Regions from separate parts of the Sus scrofa genome. Here region 2 is linked to region 1. Evidence: chromatin contacts called from public Hi-C data. All regions are on one chromosome and are shown on one strand. The core of a region is the stretch at or near the end of the contact, and the rest is flanking DNA. Distances in the headings are between cores, read along the strand shown. Region 1 overlaps LOC100627702 (O-acyltransferase like protein-like). Region 2 overlaps ALPK2 (alpha-protein kinase 2).

What was found. Hi-C and Micro-C count contacts between places; a contact is called where the count stands out from the background.
Region 2: a contact with region 1 is called in a Hi-C map of alveolar macrophages, with 4 times the contacts expected there. The contact joins two enhancer-like sites. A contact is called at or near these places in 15 of 47 Hi-C or Micro-C datasets (alveolar macrophages, embryonic fibroblasts, epiblast stem cells and 10 more) and 2 of 2 datasets of contacts at active chromatin or transcription factors (alveolar macrophages and skeletal muscle).

Annotation. Positions count from the first base shown.
Region 1 is chr1:161,796,759-161,801,933 of Sscrofa11.1, reverse strand. It overlaps LOC100627702 (O-acyltransferase like protein-like), which reads left to right. Exons shown (of 13, transcript XM_021099968.1): 11 at 2,203-2,389. Among named protein-coding and RNA genes, the nearest start is that of SEC11C, 30 kb to the right of the region's middle. Within about 2 kb of position 1,768, at least 1 of the 83 cell types and tissues checked has an H3K27ac peak or open chromatin away from gene starts, as enhancers often do. A contact at or near this core is called in alveolar macrophages, where this site is marked.
Region 2 is chr1:162,257,312-162,262,503 of Sscrofa11.1, reverse strand. The region is part of intron 5 of ALPK2 (alpha-protein kinase 2); the gene reads right to left. Among named protein-coding and RNA genes, the nearest start is that of MIR122, 70 kb to the left of the region's middle. Within about 2 kb of position 2,398, at least 34 of the 83 cell types and tissues checked have an H3K27ac peak or open chromatin away from gene starts, as enhancers often do. A contact at or near this core is called in alveolar macrophages, where this site is marked.

The sequences.
Region 1 (5,175 bases), core at 519-3,018:
TCACCTTGGCCTTGAACTGTGGAAAACCTTTTTGTATGACTTTGTTGATCTACAAGACCTTGAGGGCAGAACTCAGCTCTGAGGTCTTACTGACAATTTCCAGCACCTGGTTCTGAAATCACTGAAGCTGCTCCACAATGAATGAGGGAAGGCTCATTGGCTTCACCGTAGAAGGGCCAAGAATTCCCTTGCACTATGAAGGTGCAATGCTGACTCCAAAGCCCCTCTGCTAGGCCCTACCTTGGCTTGCCCAGGTCTTGTGGGTGCCTCACCTAAAATGTTCTAGAGAAGAGGCCCTGGTCCCTGGAAAATCTCCTGTTGCTCGTGGCAGGGACAGGAGACAGGGTTTGATTGGAAGGAATGGATACACAGGGGCTACATGACTTTTCCTCTAGGTTAGAGTTATAGGTTATGATATTCCTTGGAAAATGTTCAATTCAGTTATTGACTACAACGGAAGGCCATTCAGGATGTGCTTTAGTGTAGTCGGGGTTCGTGGTGCCCAGGGAGAAAATGGGTGTGAGCAAAGGGGAAAACCTAAGATGATGATGGAGCTTTTGGGGATCACTCTGAGGACCAGGTCAGGACCAGGGAGCATGGAGCTGGGACCCAAGTCAAGCTGAGCTGGAGGAATGACCTGGAAGGGAATGAATAGGCCAAGGGCGAAGCCAGAAAATAAGAAGGCAGAGTCCACACTGGAGGCAACTGGGGGGAAGGGAAGCATATTCCATGTGGTAGAGAAGAGATAAGGCAGTGAGCATCTTGAGTAAGAGTGAGGGGCATCCTTGACTAAAAGAGGAAGCTTGGGAGAACCCTTGAGGAAGTGACTTGTTCCCTGTAGCCAGCACCTAGGGCAGGACCTGAGACCCAAGGAGGGGGAGACTTCCCTTTAGAGATAAGACAGTAGACTGAAAAGATGCTAGTTCAGGTCAGTGTCAATGTCAGCATAGCATCTTGAGACAGAGAAGTAAGAGAGACCCTTGGAAGACAGATCTGGGTCAGAAAAGGTCAAGTTAGACGACAGAAGATCTAAGATCTAGAACTGAGCCCAGTAATAGAATTGAACCCACGGGGCTCTTCTTTGAGATGGAAACTTCTCCATTCTCCCATTCCTTCTGACATTATACATCCCAGGTTACAGCCCTCTGATGGATGCAGCCCAGGTACAGGCTGTATGCCAGAGTCCCTCACAATTAATCTCGGGGGGCATACCCAGTCAAGGAACCTTACTTGATTAAGGAATAGAGTGGGAGGTTAGAAGGGGTGGGAGTGGGTTAGAGCACTACCTTTTTTTTTTTCTTTTAACTTTCATCTAAAAATGATTCAAAGCTCACTGTAAGTTGGTTAAATGGTAGAGGAGGTCTTGGGTACCCTTGACCCATATTTCCCCATCAGTAACATGTTATGGCACATGGATACAACCAAGTCATTGACACTGGCCCAATCCACAGACCTTAGACCCACCAGTTTTGTGGGCCCTCATTTCTATGTATATATGTATATAGTCTTATGCAATTTTTTTTTCTTTTGCTTTTTAGGACCGAACCCGTGTCATGTGGAAGTTCCCAGGCTAGGAGGCGAATCAAGCTGTGCCAGCCTACACCACAGCCACAGCCACAGCAACTCGGATCTGAGCCATGTCTACACCACAGCTCACGGCAACACTGGATCCTTAAGCTGCTGAGCGAGGCCAGGGATCTAACCCATATCCTCATGGAGATTAGTTTGGCTCGTTACAGCCACAACAGGAACTTCCAGTTTTGTGCAATTTTATCACGTGGTAGATTTTTGTAACCACTACCACCACAATAAAGGGACCACAAAGATTGCCCTTGTGCTACCTCTTCCTGGTCATACATCCATTGTCCCCTACCCCACCCCAACCCTAACCCCTTGTAACCACGAATCTGAACCTTCTATTTCAGTCAGATTGGGGCTGTGATTGAGGTTTACAAATAGATACCTAAAGTGACGGTAATGGAATTCTCTTGTGGTGCAGTGGGTTAAGGATCTGGTGCTGTCACCGCACTGGCTGAGGGCGCTGCTGTGGTGCAGGTTTTACCCCTGGCCGGGGAACTTCCACATGCTGTGGTTGTGGAAAAAAAGTGACTATAATAACACACCAAAAGTAAATTAGTGTAAAAGGAAGTAAATACACAATAGCCAAAATGGCTGTGACCAGTGCGTTTCTATTCCCTGTAGGTACAGGCTCTGCTGGGGTGGATCTGCTCCCTGTCAACCCTGTTCCTAGTGGTGACTCTGGCTTACACAGTGGATGACTCCTCTGTCACCTCTTCAGTGGCCACTGCCATCTACCAGGCTCTCCATCGGACACTGTGGGCTGCGGCTGTGGGCTGGGTCTTATTCGCATGTCAAGAGGGCTATGGAGGTATGCTGACGCTGAAGAGCTCAGTGATGTGGCATGGGGCTTGCTGGGAGAGGGGTGGGGGGTGCGTTAAGAAACAGGTCTTTTTTTTTTTAAGGTTTTTATTTATTTATTTATTTATTTTTTGCCAACAAATATTTTATTTTTTGTTTTTTACCACTCGATGAATTTTATTACATTTATAGTTGTACAATGATCATCACAACCCAATTCTCTAGCATTTCCATCCCAAACCCCCAGTGCATCTCCCCCCGAACCTGTCCTTTGGAAACCATAAGTTTTGCAAAGTCTGTGAGTCAGTATCTGTTCTGCAAAGAAGTTCATAGTGTCCTTTTTTTTAGATTCCACATGTCAGTGATAGCATTTGATGTTGGTGTCTCACTGTCTGACTGACTTCACTTAGCATGATAATTTCTAGGTCCATCCATGTTGCGAAAAATGCTGTTATTTCTTTCCTTTTAATGCTGAGTAATATTCCATTGTGTATATGTACCACATCTTCTTTATTCACTCCTCTATCGATGGGCATTTAGGTTGTTTCCATGTCTTGGCTATTGTATAGAGTGCTGCAGTGAACATTGGAGTACATGCATCTTTTCAAGTCATGGTTTTCTCTGGATAGATGCCCAGCAGTGGGATTGCAGGATCAAATGGTAATTCTATTTTTAGTTTTCTAAGGAATCTCCATACTGTTTTCCACAGTGGTTGCAGCAGTCTACATTCCCACCAACGGTGTAATTAGGGTTCCCTTTTCTCCACACCCTCTTCAGCATTTACTGTTTGTAGATTTTTTCATGATGGCCATTCTGGCTGGTGCAAGGTGGTTTGGGTTTGCATTTCTCTAGTACTTAGTGATGTTGAACATCTTTTACTATGTTTTTTTTGGCCATCTCTATGTCTTCTTTGGAGAATTGTCTGTTTAGATCATTTTTTGATGGGATTGTTTGTTTTTAGGAACTGATCTGTTAAAGGTGACAATGTGAAAATACATGTACATATCCCTTTTTTTTTTTTTTTCTTTTTAGGGCTGCACCCGAGGCACATGGAAGTTCCCAGGCTGGAGGTGGAACAGGAACTGCAGCTGCTGGCCTACACCACAGCCACAGCAATACCAGATCGAGCTGCATCTGCAACCTAAACCACAGCTCGTGGCAATGCCAGATTCCCAACCTGCTGAGCGAGGGAGGGATCGAACCCACATCCTCAGGGATGGTAGTCAGGTTTGTTTCCACTGCACCACAATGGGAACTTTGAGACTTTTATTTACTGCTGAATGACTGATATTGACTCAAAAGTCCTAATTTGTCTATAGGCTTTGGGAAACCCTCCCACATATTCTATTTCAGATGTTTAAACTTGTTTATATACAAGTATAGGTTCTGAAAGAAAAATTTGCAGTCTCTCCAATGAAGCAAGTTTAGAAATTGGAAGAGAACAGGCAGAGTAATGTAAGAAAAAAAAAAATACCAAGTGCTGGTCACACCCTGGCCCCAGTCTCCTGGTCTCCTCATCTCAGGAAATTGTTTCTTTCTTTTTGTTCTTTTTAGGGGTGAACCCAAGGCATATGAAAGTTCCCAGGCTAGGGTTCCAATTGGAGCTACAGCTGCTGACCTACACCACAGCCACAGCAATGTGGGGTCCCAGGTGACACTGGCCACACCCCTGTAGGTAGAATTATAATTAGTTGTTTCTCAGTGAGGAAAATGGTGCCTGGATCTGGTGTTGCCGTGAACTGTGGTCTAGGCTGGTGGCTACAGCTCTGACTCAACCCCTAGTCTGGGAACCTCCATATGCTGCGTGTGCGGACCTAAAAAGACAAAATAAATAAAAAATAAGTAAAAATTAAAGATTAAAAAAAGGGAAATGGGCTTCATTCTCTTGGACTGATGTATTTGCATTTATGGGCAGCTGTTTGGATCACGTGACCTTCACATGGTGACAATAACTCTGTGCTTTTTTTTTTTTTTTTTTTGTCTTTTTGCCATTTCTTGGGCCGCTCCCGCGGCATATGGAGGTTCCCAGGCTAGGGGTCGAATCGGAGCTGTAGCCACCGGCCTACACCAGAGCCACAGCAACTCGGGATCCGAGCCGCGTCTGCAACCTATACCACAACTCATGGCAACACTGGATCATTAACCCACTGAGCAAGGGCAGGGACCGAACCCGCAACCTCATGGTTCCTAGTCGGATTCGTTAACCACTGCGCCACGAGGGGAACTTCCGACTCTGTGCTATTGACAGAGCCTCAGAACATAAACATCTATGCTTCCTGGCCTGGCACAGGCCACCTCCAATGTGGCAAACATCACAGTATTCCTGCTGGACGGAGAGTACTGGCTAATGCCCGTCATGATAAGAGAGGCGTGGTTTAGGTTAAGTTGGAACGTTAAACAAATTCACAGTATTATTAGTACAGTGGAGCCAGTAAATACTATCGATCATTAGCCTGAGTGTGGATGATACATACCTCTGTTAATCCAAGTGATTAACAACAAGCCCTCTGGCTCCTTCCTGAGCAATTTATCATTCAGATGGATGTTCTCATTAGCCAATCACAATTATAGGTGTGACTGATATTCTAAGTTTGTTATCTCCAACACTATTTTTAAGATACCAAGATTGATTAGTGGGTGAATGTAGGAGGTGATGGGTTGGATACATTTTTAGAAAGTGGGCCCACTGGAGTTCCCATTGTGACCCAGCGGGTTAAGAATCTGACTAGTTCAATCCCTGCCCTCGCTCAGTGGGTTAAAGGATCTGGTGTTGTCATGAGCTGTGGTGTAGATCAC
Region 2 (5,192 bases), core at 1,149-3,648, 460 kb before region 1:
AGTGGCAAAAAGCAAGAACCACACCTCTTTGCACACTACCAAGGCTGCCTGCTGCCGGTGACTCCTCATTTTCTCCTTAAAGCTACTCTGATGTTCACTTCACTCACATTTGATTGTCATTGACGTGCTAACTGAAGAAATTTAGTATTTAACTTCCTTGTGCTATAAACTCCATGAGTGCTAGGACCCTTCATCCATTCAACAAGTTTTTAATCAAACAGCTCCAAGGTGCTGGGAAGCATCTCACATGATAGAATGCAATACAGGTAAGATGCCCACCTGCAGGGAACTCCATCTTACACTGTGATCAAGGCTTGTTACTGTGGTTGGCACCAAGCAGGAGCCCTAAGCACTTGTTGAAAGAATGAGTAAATGAAGCATGGACCAGTTGAGTCAAGTCTACCCAGTGTCATCCATTAAACCTCCGAATTTGAGGGTTTGGGCTTTTATCTGCTGTCTTTGGGACAGATCTTAAGAGACTTCTAACCATAAGCAGGGTCACAATTGGTTCACATCTTGGTACTCTAAGAAACATTGTTTACTGTTTTTTCCCCATCATTTTAAAATGGAAAAGGGAAAATTTCTGAGAAAGGTCTAAGCTGTCCAGGAGTTTAATGTGTACATGGCTTCACTTCTACACCTGAATAGGTAGAGGTTTTTCCTTTATTAATTTGGTTCATTTATATATATATATATATATATATAATGAGCTGTAGTACACATCTATTGACCATTATACATACAAAGTTTGGGTAGCTTCCTGGACATGATTTGAGCTGTGCAGGAAGATTGGTTGAAAACACCACAACCCTCTGAGGTTTCCTCCCCTGCCTGAATTTCCACTGCCTATGTCAGTCGTTATTTTAAGATCTTGCCATCATCACAGCATCAGTGCCAAACATTTATGGACTAGCTGCCATGTGTAGAATTCTCTGGAAAAAACTGTCAAGTGCTTGGCAAAGGGCTCAAATTAAAAGTCCCCTATTTGCCTGGATGTCGCCCACCCAATACTGCTTACTAGCCTATCAGACTAGTCTGCAGAGGACAAAACACAGGACAGGTAAGCTTTGATTAGTGTGGCTTGGTCACTGGACTGTCACAGCCATGGTATTGTGCCTTGATTTACAAAGCAGTGGTGTTCCTACTAAGGTTTGCTCCTTCCTCCCCCTTCTCTATAAACTCCGACTTTAAAGGAGCCCAGTGAAGCCCCATGGAGGAAGAAATATGGTGAATCCTTGACCATGGACAACTCATCCACTTGAGTATTTACTGAGCATCTACCATATATGCTAAGCTCTGTGCTAAGGACTGGGAAGCATCAGTGAGCATCACCAAGACAGCTGGCCTTTTGGAAGTGAGGTTCCAGCAACAAGCCTTACTGGTTGGTCCACTGCAGATGTGAAATTCCATAAAATGTGATGGTCACCAATGGGATTTGCTTGAAGTGGAGCCTTTAACAGCGCAATACTTACTTGCCAAGGCTCAAGGCATTAGTTCCAAGGCCAGGCTCCTTGGAGGCCAACTCAGAAAGGGAAACCACAAGACTCACACATTTCAAATGAGTCAGACCTTTTCTCTCAGGGAGAGAGCTTAGTTAAATCATCATGAACTCCAGCAAATGATTCTCTTACTGCTCAGCTATTCTCATGGAGTGAGTGGCAGAACTCAGGTGGCTTTGTTGGGTAGGAAAATTATTCTCATTCAGGTGCAGGGGAGGAGGGTTTAGGGCTCTAGGTGGAAACACCCAGCAAAGTGTGGGGACTCAGCACTGGCCACCTGCTTCAGCCCATATTGCATGCATGACCCCAAGTAATCTCTTTAGCCTCTGTGACCCTCTGTCTCTTCCTCTAAGACTAACCACACGCACGTCAGCACTCTGGCACTCACTGACACTCGTTTCCCTTGTTCTGTGAAAAGACAGTAGGGGCTAAGGCAGAAAACGGAGCCAACTCCAATGAGCAGAGCAGTGTGCTTTTGGGGCTTTATGTTCACTCATGATATAATAAGTCTGAAATACTGATACTAGCATCTCTTCTTTACTGATGAGGTCAAGAGCCTGGCTCCAATCACAAAACAGAAACCCCGGTAAGTAAGGGAAGCTGAGCATTAGGAATTGCTAACTGCAATAGGATAACTGCAATGTACCAGGAAAGCCTAAAGGTGCACTAAGGGAGGTGGGGTCCCAAGGAGGGACCACCTGGAAGGGGCACAGACCTAGCTGGAGGTATAACCAGGCCATCCAACAGCAGAAGTTTGATGAGATGGCGAGGCCAGAGCTGGTCTGGAATTGCTGGGTGAGCAGTACACCACCTTTCTGTGTGAAGGCAGGAAGCCAGCGGTCAGCACCCAGCGTGCAGTCGTACAGTGGGAGTCGGGGACCAGCAGAGGCTTGACAGAGCGGGTGAGCGACACGCAGTGGGGGTAGGGAGAGGGAACGACAGCCCATATATAGCCCTTGTGGGGGCTGGTGGAAGGAGTCTGGATATTGGTGTTGGCAGGAAGCCCTAAGTAGGCTGGCCACGCGAAGCTGTGGTTTCTGAGTCGAGGGCTACAGGAAGGTTATCATTAGGCCAAGGCTACCAGGCTGCAGATGGACCATGTTCCGGGCTCTGTGGCTGGGCAGCCTCTATGGGATGACCTCCACCCTCATCTCCCTGACCCCACAAGCACTGCTGAGAAGAAAAGGACTCCTCTTCCGCCCACACCCTCTGCCGAGCGTCACATCGAAAAGGAGGGATGGGAATGGAATTCTGTTATCACCAAGCACATACTGAAGGGTGTTTTTGGAACTGAGAGGCAGTAATTAAGAACTGGCCTTGAGATCACTGATGTCAGGGTTAGAAATATCTCCCCAGGGTCCCCATAGTCAATGGCAGAGCCAGGATTTAAAGCTAAGTCTATCTGGCTCAAAAGGCCTTTCAACTCGGGCTTTCTAACAAGAGTAATTAAAAGAAAATCCCACTGAAGGGCTGGGAACACCCTCATTTAAACCCAGGACACCTGAGTTCTTGAGACACGTTGGTTTTACAACTATAATGGTCCTTATTCCACCCAACATGACCATGTGTTTATTGGCTTCCTCCCAAGCTGAGGACAGGATTGTGTTACTTGAATTTTTAGAACTTTAGGACATACTAAGGACCTAATATTGCTGAATGAATATACAGATGAATGAGTACAGGAGAGGGAAGGGTAGTCCAGATTTAGCAATACTTCCAAACCTGTTGTTTTGAAAGCAGCGTTAAGCTTGAAAACACTCTGCTTGCACAAAGGTCTCCCGCCCCATCTGTCCAACATGCCTGATTCTCCAAGCACCTTGTTTCTATCTGTTGGCCTTTCCAAAAATTCTGCCTAAGCATGCCCCCCCCACCCCCAAGCCCATGAAGGTGTGTCGTCTCTTCACCCACCCCCTGAAGTGCAGGCTTATCTTCATTAGTGGGAGTGTCCTGGATGCCACCAAGGGCATGACACTAATTTGAGTAGCTGACAATAGAAGGTGGATAAGATCCCTCCTTCTCAGATAGCTTGCAATCCAGCTGCAGAGACAAGATGTACGTGGAAAAGATAAATAGCCATTCTTGCCAAGCTGTGCTAGTGGCTAAAAGGATAGACATTAACGAGCAGAGCTGCTCCGGTGGTGGGGAGAAGGTCGCAGCTAAATACTCTTCCACTCAGTAGCTAAGATCCCTGCAGGGCAAAACCATGAGGCTGCTCTCACATTCTATGTATAAATGTTTAGGTGGGAGTTCCCGTCGTGGTGCGAGTTCCCGTCGTGGCTCAGTGGTTAACGAATCTGACTAGGAACCATGAGGTTGTGGGTTCGGTCCCTGCCCTTGCTCAGTGGGTTAACGATCTGGCGTTGCCGTGAGCTGTGGTGTAGGTTGCAGACGCGGCTCGGATCCCGCGTTGCTGTGGCTCCGGCGTAGGCGGGTGGCTACAGCTCCGATTAGACCCCTAGCCTGGGAACCTCCATATGCCACGGGAGTGGTCCAAGAAATAGCTAAAAAAAAAAAAAAAAAAAAAAAAAAAAAAATGTTTAGGTGATTCTTGGCTATTTCAGTACTGTCTCAGGAATGTTCTTCTATGATTAGAGTGGAAAGGAGTTAACTAATTCAACAGCATCCCCAATCCCCTTTCTCCCTTGACACCTCCAAGCAGAAAGCCTGGAAAGCCACAGATCTTCCTAGCCTCCTGCATAGCTAGAAGGGGCCAAGGGGTCAGCTAGTGAGACAGGGGGAATTCCACCAAGGAACATCCAGAGAAGCTTTGCTTTTTATGTAGACATATAAAATAGATATGGTGCAGACTTCGCCTACCCCCCTTCCTTCTTCCTGTGAAGATATGATGCATCTTCCAGTCCTAAGGCAAACAAAACAGCACAAGAATGAAAAGCCAGCAACGCTGTGGCTGGTGGAGCAGAGGACAGACTAGAGAGCTGACAGGCAGCCTCCCTCAGCCACTGGAGCACCCAGGTCTTCTACCCCCAGCCTTTTTGTGAAGTGAACAAAAGTCCTTCGGTTTGAGGCCACTGGGAGTTGGCAATTCTGTTAGCTGCAGCTAAAAGCTTTCCTAATGGAAACAAGAGGAGAGCACATGGCTGTGGATGAAGGAAAAGGCATGTGAGGTTCACCTAGAGCCTTCGGGAGGTGCTGGGCAGCTCAGGCAGGATGACTTTGAAGGACAGTGGTACCAAGGGCACCGGGTGTGGCTCTTGGGCTGGAGATTCAGGAGCTTGTCAACATGCCAAGGGATCAATAGGGCCTGGGGCAAGGTGAACTTGAAGTAGAAGAGGTTGGGAGAGGATGGGGAAATGTGAGAAGATGGATCGAAGGAGAGGCCATGGTTCTAAAAGCCACAGCCAACCACCCAGAGCCCGGAGAATTAAGCCATTTCACCCTTTGCTTCAGGTGGCCATTGGTGCCATGAGCCACCATGTCCTCTCATGGGACAAGTTCTAACTCCTGTTCCTTTTTAGGTATTCTTTGAATGTTCTTTCCTCTTTATCTAGACTAGATAATTCTTCATTGGTATCTAGTATTTGTTGAGCCTCAGTCTTCAACGGTTGTCTACACATTTTCCCCCAGTGGTTCCAGGAATCTTCAAATGGGAGCGTCCCCACTCCCCAGCCAACCCTGCTCGCCACGGCCTCACCCACGGCTGACCTTTCCTAAATATCTGCTGAGCCCTCACTA